Linked DNA regions of Mus musculus: all the other regions are linked to region 3. The links are chromatin contacts, called in public HiChIP or PLAC-seq and promoter capture Hi-C maps. All regions are on one chromosome and are shown on one strand. Each heading gives the region's core, a stretch centred on a gene start, on an enhancer-like site or on the middle of the called end of the contact. The rest is flanking DNA. Distances are from core to core; before and after follow the strand shown. Region 1 holds the start of 1700001O22Rik (RIKEN cDNA 1700001O22 gene). Region 2 holds the start of 6530402F18Rik (RIKEN cDNA 6530402F18 gene). Region 3 holds the start of Slc27a4 (solute carrier family 27 (fatty acid transporter), member 4).

Region 1 (3,834 bases), core at 463-2,962, 1.0 Mb before region 3:
CCCTAACTGGGATGATGCTCAGAATCTGTGTCTTGGCTGGATGTGGCTGGATGGTGGAACACTTATCCAGGCTCTCTGTCTCATCCCCAGCCTTGGGGAAGGGGCACCAAACATGGTCTTGGCTCCTCCCCAGATCCACTGTCAGCATCTGGGGTAGGAGGTGGGAGAAAGTCATGTGTATCTGCAGCCTGGTCCTGATCTGAGAGTGACTTCCCCATCAGAGTTTACAAACTGGAAGTCTACAATTTCAGTAGGAGGTCTAGCCCTCCCACGCCTTCTCCTGCTATGCCCGTAAGTCATGTGTGAGCTGCCAGGGGTGACCCAGGACTTGGAAAACAGAGGCAGGGGAATGATGGATTGTGCCTTGTAGGGAGACTTCCCCAAAAGGAATTAATTGAACAAAGAGTCAGATGCAGGCTTTGTCCTAGTCTTTAGGGGAAAGCTCTCTGGTTGCCCAGATCTCAAGACTATTAAGGATTGGAGCAGAAACAAAACGCTAAGTCAGTGGTTCTCAGCCTCCCTATGCACGCTCCCTCATGCTGTGTTGACCCCAAATATATAACTATTTCCATTGCAACCTCTAACTGTAACTGTAATGTTGCTACTGTTGTGAATTGTAATGTAAATATCTGTGTTTTCTGATGGTCTTAGGTGACCCCTGTGAAAAGGCCGTTGTGACCCTCACAAGGGTCACAACCCACAGGTTGAGAAACACTGTTCTAAATCATATTTTTTAGACAGGATTTCATTTAGCCCACGCTGACCTTGAAGTTGGTATATAGCCAAGCACAACCTTGAATTGTTTATTTTGAGACAGGTTCTCTCTCTCTCTCTCTCTCTCTCTCTCTCTCTCTTGTTTTGGTTTTTGTTTTGTTTTGTTTTTGAGGCAGGGTTTCTCTGTGTAACCCTGGCTGTCCTGGAACTCACTCTGTAGACCAGGCTGGCCTTGAACTCAGAAATCCGCCTACCTCTGCCTCCCAAGTGCTGGGGTTAAAGGTGTGTGCCACCATTGCCCTGTGTTTGAGACAGGTTCTTACTATGTAGCTCTGGCTGGCCTGGAATTCATATGTAGACCAGGGTAGCCACAAACTGAGAGAGATGCCTGCCTCTGCCTCCCAAGTGCTAGAGCTAAAGCTGTGCACTACCACACTTAATAGCCTTGAGGTTTTTTGTTTTGTTTTGTTTTTCAAGACAAGGTTTCTCTGTTTAGTCCTGAAACTCACTTTGTAGACCAGGCTGGCCTCGAACTCTGAGATCCACCAGCTTCAGCCTCCTGAGTGCTGGGATTAAAAGCATGTGCCACCACTTCCTGACAATAGCCTTAATTTAAAAAAAAAAAATATGAGTATGAGTGTTTTGCCTCCATGGCAGTGCATTTTGTGCGTGCCTGGTGACCTTGAGGCTAGAAGAGTGGCGGATAACTTTGGCACTGGAGGCTGTGAGTTGTTCTGTATATACGGTATGGGAATCTAAGTCCGGTCCTCTCGCTGATCTGTTTCTCTAGCCTATGCAACTGCCTCCCAAGTGCTGAAATCACAGGCATGGGCCGCCACGCTCAGTTTCTTGCACATTCTAGACAAACCCTCTCCCAAGTGTGCTAAGTGATAGGAAAGGCGGTCTTAGGCCAGCAGGTGCAGAGAGCTCTGCACTGTGCCAGGCGCTCCGCGTGCTCTAGCTCATGTCAACGTCACAGCCGCCCCAAAGGGCTGGCGTTCCCGCCCTCACCGCCTTTGCGCCGGGACACAGCAGGCTAGGGTCCTGCCGGAGTCGGCTTCTGCTGCCCCTTCCCGGCGCTATGGACTGCGGGCTGGAATACGACCTTCCTGCGGCCCCGCTCGCCCCTGCGCGTCCCCCGGGCGCGAAGGTGTCCTGAGCCGAGCTCTGACTCAGGATGTTCCGGCGCCAGTCCATGGAGGGGACCCCGGCCTACAAGCCCAAGGGATATCCCGACGGGACCACCCAGCGCCGCCCTGTTAAGCGGCTGCCGATGCTGCTGCCAATGCTCGAAGGCCGTGTGGGGCGAGATGTAGACGGCGCGTGGCGGCGGGACCGCAAGTCCCAGCGCCTGCCTTGCGGGTCCCCCGAGTCCCCGAACGCTCGGCGAGACCGTGGGACCGCGCGCGCACTGCTACTGCCGTCGCTGCAGCCGAGCAGCTCGGCCCGGGAGGCGGGAACTCGGGGGAACCGGCAGCCTGCAGCCCGCGACAACCCTGACTCCCTGGGCACGCTGCTGGGGAAGCTGCTGCCCAACAAGTTCCGCCACTTCCTGCACCACCTGAGCGCCGAGAGCGCAGACCCAGAGGCGGACCGTGAGGCCGGGGGGATGGGGTGGGGAGTGGGTGTGTGTGCGCGGAGTCTGGGGTTCCCAAGCGAGGACTGTCTCCATCTCAACGGGCTCTCCTCCTCCCCCTTCTCCTTTCCTTCCTCCTCCTGTTGTCCCCACCCAGCACCCTCAGCGCCACATAACCCTAGGAGTACATCAAATCACTGCCTAGCTTCTCGGTCTTCCAGCTGCTTATTCCTCCCAGACCTGTGGTAAGCGGAGGGGACCCTCTTGATGAAGGAGGGGTTGCCTTGAGTGCTACCAAGGTGGGCCTCTGCTCACATCAGCTGTGACTTCTTTCTCTTTGAGGGACAAACCATTGCACTGGGACAACAATTTTAAAGAGAAGACTACCCTGGGGCTCCCAAGAGGTGAACTTGCCAGAGCCAAAAAGGCCCATCCGTGAGTAGTAGCTGTTGTGAGTACACACGTGCTATAATTTTGTAGCGTTGACTCTCTCCTCCCACCATCACGTGGGCTTGGGGGATGGAAAGGAGGTCATAGGCTTGCCTAACAATCACTTCTATCATTTCCCCAAGCCATGAGTTCTGGGAATGGGAACAGGAAGGCATTCGTTCGCTCCCTTGTTTCCAGACATTTAGTAATGGATTTACCGTGTATCTATCGATCCACTCACCTATCCATCCTTTCACGCACCTAACCCCTTACTCACAAACCAGGTCTTCTATAAGCTATTGTGAATCTCCATCCACCTAGCCATCGAAGCATCTAACTGGCCATGAACTCATAACTGCCCCCAAACTGCTGGACTGCCAGACAGCCAGTCTTTTGTTTATTCAGAAATCCCCTCTGGCTATAGCTGCCTGACAGCTATCCTTTCATTCATATAAACCCAGGATGCCAATCATCTCTCCGCTAGTAATAAAGCCACCCACACGCTTACATGGTTGTCTGCATAGCCATCCAGCTACCCAGCTGAGATCCAGACCTGAATCCACCTGCTGCTGAACTCTTCTCTCATTTAGAAGCATTACCCATGTATGAAGTTTTACTGTGTATCAGATGCTAGAGGAACAGACAATGAGAGACGGAACCAAGAAAGATCCCTGACATTAACCCACATTAATACCTGGAATTGGATGCTAAAGAGCTCTTAATGGAGAGGGGGAAGGAAACAACAGGTTTAAACAGGCTGGAGCACAAGTGCAGGGTGAAGGCCATTGTCTGGGGGGGTTAAAGACTAGAGAGTTGGGTGTGGTGGTGCACACTTTTAATCCCAGCACTCTGGAGGCTTAAGTAAGCAACTCTGTGAGTTCAAGGCCAGCCTGGTCTACATAGTGATTCCAGAACAGCCAGGGCTACAAAGTGAGACCCTGTCTCAATTAATCAATTTAAGGAAGGACCAGATGGACCAGGGAACATGCATACAGAGCAAGTGTACCATTACTGTTCCGTCTAGTAATGTCTGCTGGCAGACATTACTAATGGATCACTGCACATTTCTCTGTGAGCCTCAGAACCCTTCCTGACCCAGTTCTCTAGGATCAAAA
Region 2 (3,790 bases), core at 913-3,412, 550 kb after region 3:
GATAAATCCCCTTTTCACACTGACGGGGAAACTGAGGCTAAGAGCAAGAAAAGTTCTCCTCAAATGCACACGGCTAGTTAGGTGAGGGGCCAAGAAAGCCCAGTCTCTCTCCCGTGCTGTGATTGTCGCGGCAGCATCTTTGCATGCGTGGGTCACAAGAGCCATCCTGAAACTCAGTAGAGCCAGCCCAGGGTCCCGGGTCATCTGAACTGGAAGTTAAAAGCATCCTTCTCCATGCCTTGTTGAAGGCATCCAGACACTGTATGATGTAACAGCAGGGCACTGCTGGGGATTGATGGCCCTGCCTGGGGGAGACAGCAGGCCAAAGGCCTACAGGGTCATCACTCACCCTGGGCAGAAGCCCCACAGTGTGCCCTTCACTGTTGCCTGAGGCACAAATGCTTACAATCTGAGAGGCTGTGGTCTGCCTGCTTCCTCCAAGGAGTTCCCTCTGGTTGGAGACACTGAGGCCAGGATAGGAATATGTGTGTATTAGGGGAGAGGACATTGGCCTGCATCTGCTTTCCTGGACAGCTTGGTGGGGTGGCCCTTCTTTGAAATCTGAGGATGTGTTCAAGTTGGCACTCAGAAAAGAAAGGTCTTGCCAGTCACACTCGACAGACAGGGAAACTGAGGCTCTGAAAGAACTTGTGTCATGCCACAAATAATCCAGCAAGCCAGTCAGTGGGGGAGCATCCAATTAAGAACATGAAGATCCATCTCCCAAACCAAAATCTTACTTAGTTGCATGACCTTGGCCAAGCCACTTAAGGTCTCTAAACTCCAAGTTGAGGTTAAGTCACACAGCTTGGGGAAGAACTAGGGACCAGTGCACACAGGCCACTTTGCATGCAGTCTGACATGAAAGGCACTCTATAAATTGTTTGTTATTATTATCATCATCATTATTACCAATGACAATCTTTAATTCTTCATTTCCTGCTTGCTTTGTCACAAAATTCCAAATGTTATAACCAACAGAACAACCCTCTGTTAAGATTTAGGGGGAGATGTTGGGAGTAGGGAAGGGTTAAAGTGGGTGTGAGTGGAGGCAGTGGGGTGGGGGCTGAGGTACAAGCCAACCTAGTGACACCCTCTGTGACCTTGGACCAGTCTCTCTCTCTCTCTCCCTCTCCCTCTCTCTCTCTCTCTCTCCCTCTCTCTCTCTCTCTCTCTCTCTCTCTCTCCCCCCACCCCACCCCCTCTAGGTCCTTTGTTCTTGATGCATCCAAATGACATCTCCGTAAATACTGCAGCAAGAACCCACCCAAAGGGGACCAGGAGCACCCCCAAAAGACCCACAAAGCGCCCCTGGGAATACCAGGAAGCACTCTTACAGCCTGCACACAGCCTGGCAGGAAGCCTCCAGGGGGCTGAAGAGAGCACAGGGCTGTCCTAGGGCAGTCAACTCAGTGGCCTCTGCCCGGCATCTGCTGGAGTCCTCCCACGTGGTCCTCCCAGGCCTGCCCCAGGAAGGCAGAGAGCTCCTTAGCAAAGGCCCTCCTGCCCCCCTACTCTGCGCTCCCTGCAGAGCTGGCTTGGCTTCTCCGTCAAAAGCAGGGCCCATCAGGCTGGAGGCGGCGATGTGTCAGCTGGTATTCATGCTTTGGTTGTGCGCTCAGAGCGCTCCCCCTCCCCAGCTCCCCAAATCCACCCACCCACCCCTTTACCCACTGCTCAGGGCCTTCTGGGTGGCAGCGCTTCACACAGAGAGAAAGAGACAGAAACCGAGGAGCAGCAGCCTAGAGCCCTGGCTGTGGGGGGTGGGGGCTGACTCACTTGGCCCCCTCCCTGGTGCCGATGGGGCAGCCCCCACACCCCTGGGCGCTGGCACCGAGTCAGGCCCCACAGTTGGGAAGAAGGGAGATGCAGCTCCGCTGTGCCTGACCCGAGTCCGCTGAGGATGCACCCCGAGCTCAGGGACCGGTTGGTCCTCGGGCCGACAGGCGATGTGTAGGCAGCGACCCCCCACAGCAGGCTCACTCCGGCGGCCGCCTGCTGGGGCCACCCTGGCCGCGGGCCCGCCGGGACACCCCTGTTCGCCGCGCCCCTCCCCGGGCCGAGCTCGTCCCCGGAGCCTCGCAGTATTTCCTTCCTGCACCTTTAAGAAGACCGTTGCTCCGTGGTGGGATGGTGTGTTAAAGCCACACAGAGGAAGTTACGCAGCCCGGATCAGACCGGGAGATAAAAGCCCCGATGGTGACCGTGAGTGATGGCAAGAGGATTTAGCCTCGGCATTAACTTGGAGCGGAGTGCAGGGGGGCGGTGAGGCGCCCCGCCATCTGGCCGGCGCCGCGCCAGGGGGATGTTCAGGCGCCTGGACCAGCAGCGGCGAAGCCCACCCAGGCCAGGGGCTGAGTGGGGCGCGCGTGCAGGTTCTCCCCTGGCTGCCCAGGGGGCCCCAAAAGTTTGCACTTGTTAACAGCGACCTCCCGATCGGCCCGGGAGGGCCATGCAAGCCGCGCGGTTGGCCCCCTTCCCTGGCCCGCGTCTCCGGGACGGCTGCGGGCGGGCCCCCCGGCGGCCCGAGGGTTCCCCAGCCCAGATCTGAGGGTGGCCACCGCAGCGGCGGCGCGGGGCAGGAGTCTCCAGCTCTCAACCCTGCGGCCCGTGCGCCCACCCAGCACCAGCCAGAGGGTGGCGGTCTCCGGCCTCTCGGGGCTCGCTCCGGGAAGCTGCTCCGAGCCCGGGTAAGGCGAGCGGGGAGCGCCGGGGCGGCGGGCGGGGACGGAAGCGCCGCAGTTTCGCCAGGGTGCTTTCATTTTGAAAAGGCTTCGGCGACGGTGCCAGTTCTCCCCGGACCAGGGAGTCACTCGGAGCCTCCTAGCCGAGGTTCGGACGCAAAGTTATCTGGTGGCGGCTGCTACTAAAGGAGGGCTGGAGCCGCGGAAGAGGGGTGTGTGTGCGCGCCGGGTGCAGCATCTTTAAGAAGTAGAGTAGCTAGTCTTCTCTCTGGGCTCCCCGCCACCCAGCTCGTCTTTTTCTATCCGAGCGCCTGTGTGGGGAGGGGATGGGCTGTTGCAATAACGCTGCTTACTCGTGTCTATGAAAAGTAAATTAACCCTTCTCCGCCGGCGCTCCCCTCCCTAATTTAGTCTCCTCTGGGCTCTAAAGGCGCAAGGAGAACTCTTGGCCAGTCAGGTTAGAAACTTCTTTCGGTGCTGTGGAGGGGGTCGGCAGGCGGAGAAGGGGGCTCCACCACCGTGGAGAGTCGCACTCCAGGGAGAGCAAAGACGGGAAGTGGACCTCCAGATCTCGGGTCCGCCCGTTTCGGAGTAAGTTGCGGGTCTTTGCTGGGGGATGGCGGCGACAGGGTCTCCGCGGAGCAGCGCCGGGAAAAAGAATGCGAATAATTCCCTGGAGCTTTGCTCGGTGTCTTTTAATTAAGGGAGGCGATGTCAAATGAGGGGGCAGCCTGGATGCTAGCCTGGCCTTTATTAAAGGCGTGATTATTAATTGCGCCGGTGGTTTGCACCGAACTTCGGAAAGGCAAAACGCAGCGGCGGTTTGTGCTCTATGTGCGGTGCACGCCACTGTCTACGCGCCCGAGCTCAGCGCGGACTCAGCCAGACTCCTGGGTGTCTGCGGGCCTCAGGCTAGCCCCGCCCGTCCTCAGGGACCTACACGAGGCGGCCTCAGCTATACGTCCTCAGAGCTGGGTGTTCTGCCCCGCCCCCAAGAGCCCAACTTTTTGGGGCCCTCCCAGCCGCTGTGAGGGTGACAGGGAGAAACCAGAGTCTGGAGAAAGCTCCCTTCCCAGAACTGGGGACACCGGGACACCCGAACCCGA
Region 3 (4,154 bases), core at 281-2,780:
TGACCTGCAGGTACAAGGTGGTTAGGAGACACAATTCCTTCTTTAGGGGCCGCTACTTCTGCACCAGCAGCCACTTCAGTATGAGCCCAAAGGGTCAGCCTATGGGGATTGCCTAGTCACCTTAAAAGGGGTGGCTTAAAAAAGGTTCAAGGCTTTGGTTCCATGCCAAGTTGGAGGGGCCTTGAAATCTACAGCTCTGGGGTTAAGAAACAAGAGGATGATCTAGCTTCTGGTTCTATCTTTGACCACCTTGTCAAGTGACCTTGTGCTAGCCCCTTTCCTACTTCAGGCCATAGCACCTTGCTCTATGCATTGGGCTAGTAAGACTTGTTCTTAGAACCTTTCTAACCCAAACAGGACAGTCCATTCACCGATATTCAAGCAACCTAACCAGATGGCCGGGAGACAGGTGCTGATAGAAGTGTCTCTCCTAGGGACTCCAGGAGGTTCTGGAAATGACAACACCAAAAAGGGCAGCTTCCTGGGAAGGGAGCCCTGCACAGTCTCTGGCCCACAGACTCAAGGTAGCGTTGTGCCTCTACCGGTCCATAGAGGGCGAGCCAGCAAATGGCTTAGAGGCAGGAGGGGCCTGAGAGGTGACAGCCCAGGGGTAGGGTGGAAAGAGGTGATTGTTGGACAGGAAAAGGATTTGGAAGTACCCACACATTCAGATGGATCTTTGAGGACTAGGGCTGAGAAGGGGAAAGGCTGTGTTGAAGCCCAGGGCAGAGATTAAGGCCCACGCTCTATTCCCTCTTCTTTATGGATTTAGTCAAGAGGACTGCTAATGGATTGCTTTTCTTGGGAAGAGAGGAAGGTCAAAGATATGAAGTAGCCTGAATATCTCCAAGCTAGGCGGAGGACCACGGCCTGGAACACAGGGAATCCCTTATGAGACTGCCTTCTGGAGAAAAGCATAAAGCAATGGGTGGGAGGACTACCGCAGGATCGCTAAGATCCTTAGCTCTCTGACAGAGGCAGTCAAAAAGCAAGCTAGGAGCCGGTCCAAGACCGCTGAGAGAGGAGACAGGACAGGAGGGGCGCCACGGACCGATTGCCTCTAGATAGCCAGGACATCAGAGCGTTCTCGGGGTTGGGAGAAGGAGGGCGCGCCCCTCAGTCCGAGCCGGCACCGCCGTCTCCCCCTGCTCGGCCTGGCACATTTTCCCCGCTCAGAAAGCCGCCGTCCCCGCCTTAGCTCACCCGGCTGCGGCTGCGCGGCGCGGCGCCCCGTCAGGATGCGGCCCGGTTGCGGCAGCGGAGTGCGGTGCGCTGGGGGCATCGGCCGCCCCGGGGCACACACAGCCGAGCCTCGGTGCGTCTGGCCCACTCCTCGTCCTTGTAGGGTCTGTACCTCTGCCCCGCTCCACCCCCACCCGCCTCCCGCACCCGCACCGGCTGTGCCAGCCGGCAGCACCGCCTTCTGTGCCGTCCCCGCAGAGGGCGAGCTTCTGAGTCCGTGCACCTCAGCGCAACCCAGCCCCAGCGCGCCCGACACCGCCCAGCCCCTCCAGCCCTGCGCGCACCACTGCCTCCGCAGCCGCCCGGCCCGCTGGGAGTGGTAGGCTGAGCCGCACGGCATGCTGGGAGTTGTAGTCCTAGTAGTCTAGCTTGTTCAGGCTGCTGAAGTTGCCCTGGTCAGGCAGTGCTCCTTGGGTCGTTCCTCTCTGCCATTTCCTGGACCAGGGGATCCAGGTAGCATAAACCCGCCCACAGACCATTTGAGAATACATAGCCAGAAGCTAAGGCCCAAGTAGAATTTGTTTAACTTATTATTATTATTTACATTTGTTTGCTTATTTGTGTATGTGTAGATACATATGCCAAAGACCCTGTGTGGTCAGAGGACAACTCGTGGGAGTTGGTTCTGTTCTTACACCATGGGCTCCAGGGATCATACTAAGGTTACTAGGCTTGGCCCTCAGTCTTGGGAACAGGCACCTTTTCCTGATCCACCTTGTCAGTCCTGTTTGTTTTTTGAAACAGGGTAGTAACTTTGCCCTGGATCTTGCTGTAGTTAATCTACTTCAGCCCAGAGCGCTGGCATTACAGACATTAACTACTACATTTGTCTTGAAATAGAATTTAGCAAATGTTCAATACCACTTGCTGAAAAAAAAAAAAAGCTGGATTCTGGCAGAATACACAGGGCATTGGGCTTCTAGACCATTCTGGAATGGTCATTCACCACAGCTGAGTATGATTGTTCCCTCAGGACTTTTACAGTTTTCAGTACCTTTGCAAGGTTCAAAAAGAACTGAAGAGCCAGGAGGAGTAGCTTCAGGGGATCTCCTCAAAGGTCAGGATTTAAAGCCTGTGTAACTAACTTTAACCCTGACTGATAACACTCCCGAACACTGGTTCCTTTGTAAACTGTGAGCTTTGTCAGGCTGTGGGCAAGGGTCTAGACTCACAGCCGTTGGATTGAGAGCCTCTGAAAAGTTCTGGGGTGACTATGCAACGTGCCTATTACTGCCTCTGTTCTTAAATAGCCCCTTCAATGACTCAACCTAGTCAAGTTCTTAAGGGGGGAAGGGGCAACCTTCAAGGTCTGTTTATAGGGATTACAGATGACATTTTGGTATGAAGATGGTCTGGACCTGCTCAGGATTGCATCCATTGGAGAGGCTGGATAGTAAGCTAAAGGATGTCTCTAGGGCTATAATAGCAGGTGCCCCATGTTCATAGACATGTGCATCACAGACCAACAAGAGAATCATGTTCTCAGCAGAGAGTTCCAAATCTGTGCCTTCTTATGGATTAAAGGTGGGCTTTAGGGGATCAAGCACAGCGGTGGTGGTGGCACACACCTTTAACCCCAGCACTCGGGAGGCAAAGGCAAATGAATCTCTGAGTTCGAGGCCAGCCTGGTCTACATAGTGAGTTCCAGGACAGCCAGGGCTACATAGTGAGACCCTGTCTCAAAAACAAACTAACAAAACAACACCCCACAAAAGTGGGTTTGGGGGTCAGGTAAGCATGGTGGTACATAACTTTATTATTTATTTATTTGGTTTTTTGAGACAGGGTTTCTCTGTGTAGCCCTGGCTGTCCTGGAACTCACTCTGTAGACCAGGCTGGCCTCGAACTCAGAAATCTGCCTGCTTCTGCCCCCCAAGTGCTGGGATTAAAGGCATGTGCCACCACTGCCCAGTGGTACATAACTTTAATTTCAGCACTTGAGAGGCAAAGGATCTCTGTGAGTTTATGCCTGGCCAAGGCTATACAGGGAGAATTTTGTCACAAACAAGTAAACAAGCAATATCTCGTGGCTATGATTCACGGAGGACTCACCTCACAGCACTGGTGTGCAAATTCATGGACACATTTGAAATAGTGCTGACATGTTTATTATTATAGTTTATAGGCTGGCTATAGAGAGCACATAAATCAAGCTCTAGGAGACATTATGGCTCCCTTTGTTTGATGTTATTCTGAGTTCACAGTGTGTCAGAATAGGGATAGACACACAGCTTAGTAGAAGAGCCCTACCTAGCTTGCCCAAGGCCCTTGTTTGATCCCAGAACCAAAACACCCAATCAATCGATCGAAAAAGCCAAGCAGGGCAATGTGACGCACACCTTCCCTGCCCACTCATGCATGTGCCCCCTTGGCACACACATACTTTTAGTCTCCACACACAAGAGCCAGAGGCAAGCAGGTCTCTGTGAGTTGGACATCAGTATGTTCTATATGATGAGTTCCAGGTGAGCCACGGTTACAGCGAAACCTTGTTTCAAAGACAACCTGAAGAGTGGACTCAGCAGTAGGGAACATCTGTTGCTTCCCTAAGTTTCCTTCCTAGCACCCTCATCCAGTAGCCCGCAATCCCCTGTAACCCAAACTCCAGGGAATCTGAAGCCCTCTTTTAGCCTCTGCAAAACATGCATACATATATAAATAGAAAAAAAATATTCAAATAAGGAAAGAAGGAGCAGGCCAGTCTAGGTCATATGACATGACAAGACTTTGTATCAGATAAAAACTCTGGGTAGAAAGATCTTGTGAGCACAGACATGCGCGTGCACTGGGATTAGAGAGTAGTAAAGCAACTGCTTGTTGAATGAAAGAGAAAGAGAGGGAGAGTATGGTGACCGGTGAGTGTGAACACTCGCCCTAGATGGTTGAGGTCACTGCAGGAGAGCAAGTGTGTT

The links. HiChIP or PLAC-seq counts read pairs in DNA pulled down with a chosen protein or histone mark. Capture Hi-C pulls out chosen DNA fragments and counts their contacts.
Region 1: a contact with region 3 is called in an HNF4G HiChIP or PLAC-seq map of pancreatic cancer cells. The contact joins the promoter of 1700001O22Rik here to the promoter of Slc27a4 in region 3. A contact is called at or near these places in 2 of 39 promoter capture datasets (erythroid cells and pre-B cells), 1 of 115 datasets of contacts at active chromatin or transcription factors (pancreatic cancer cells) and 1 of 9 other capture datasets (liver).
Region 2: a contact with region 3 is called in a promoter capture Hi-C map of adipose tissue, with 2.6 times the contacts expected there. The contact joins the promoter of 6530402F18Rik here to the promoter of Slc27a4 in region 3.

What each region holds. Positions count from the first base shown.
Region 1 is chr2:30,799,615-30,803,448 of GRCm38.p6, reverse strand. 1700001O22Rik (RIKEN cDNA 1700001O22 gene) reads left to right here and starts at 1,712. Exons shown (of 7, transcript NM_198000.3): 1 at 1,712-2,309; 2 at 2,448-2,535; 3 at 2,633-2,725. The coding sequence starts at 1,892.
Region 2 is chr2:29,251,365-29,255,154 of GRCm38.p6, reverse strand. 6530402F18Rik (RIKEN cDNA 6530402F18 gene) reads left to right here and starts at 2,162. Exons shown (of 2, transcript NR_029460.1): 1 at 2,162-2,690.
Region 3 is chr2:29,800,010-29,804,163 of GRCm38.p6, reverse strand. It overlaps Slc27a4 (solute carrier family 27 (fatty acid transporter), member 4), which reads right to left and starts at 1,530. Exons shown (of 13, transcript NM_011989.5): 1 at 1,204-1,530; 2 at 1-4.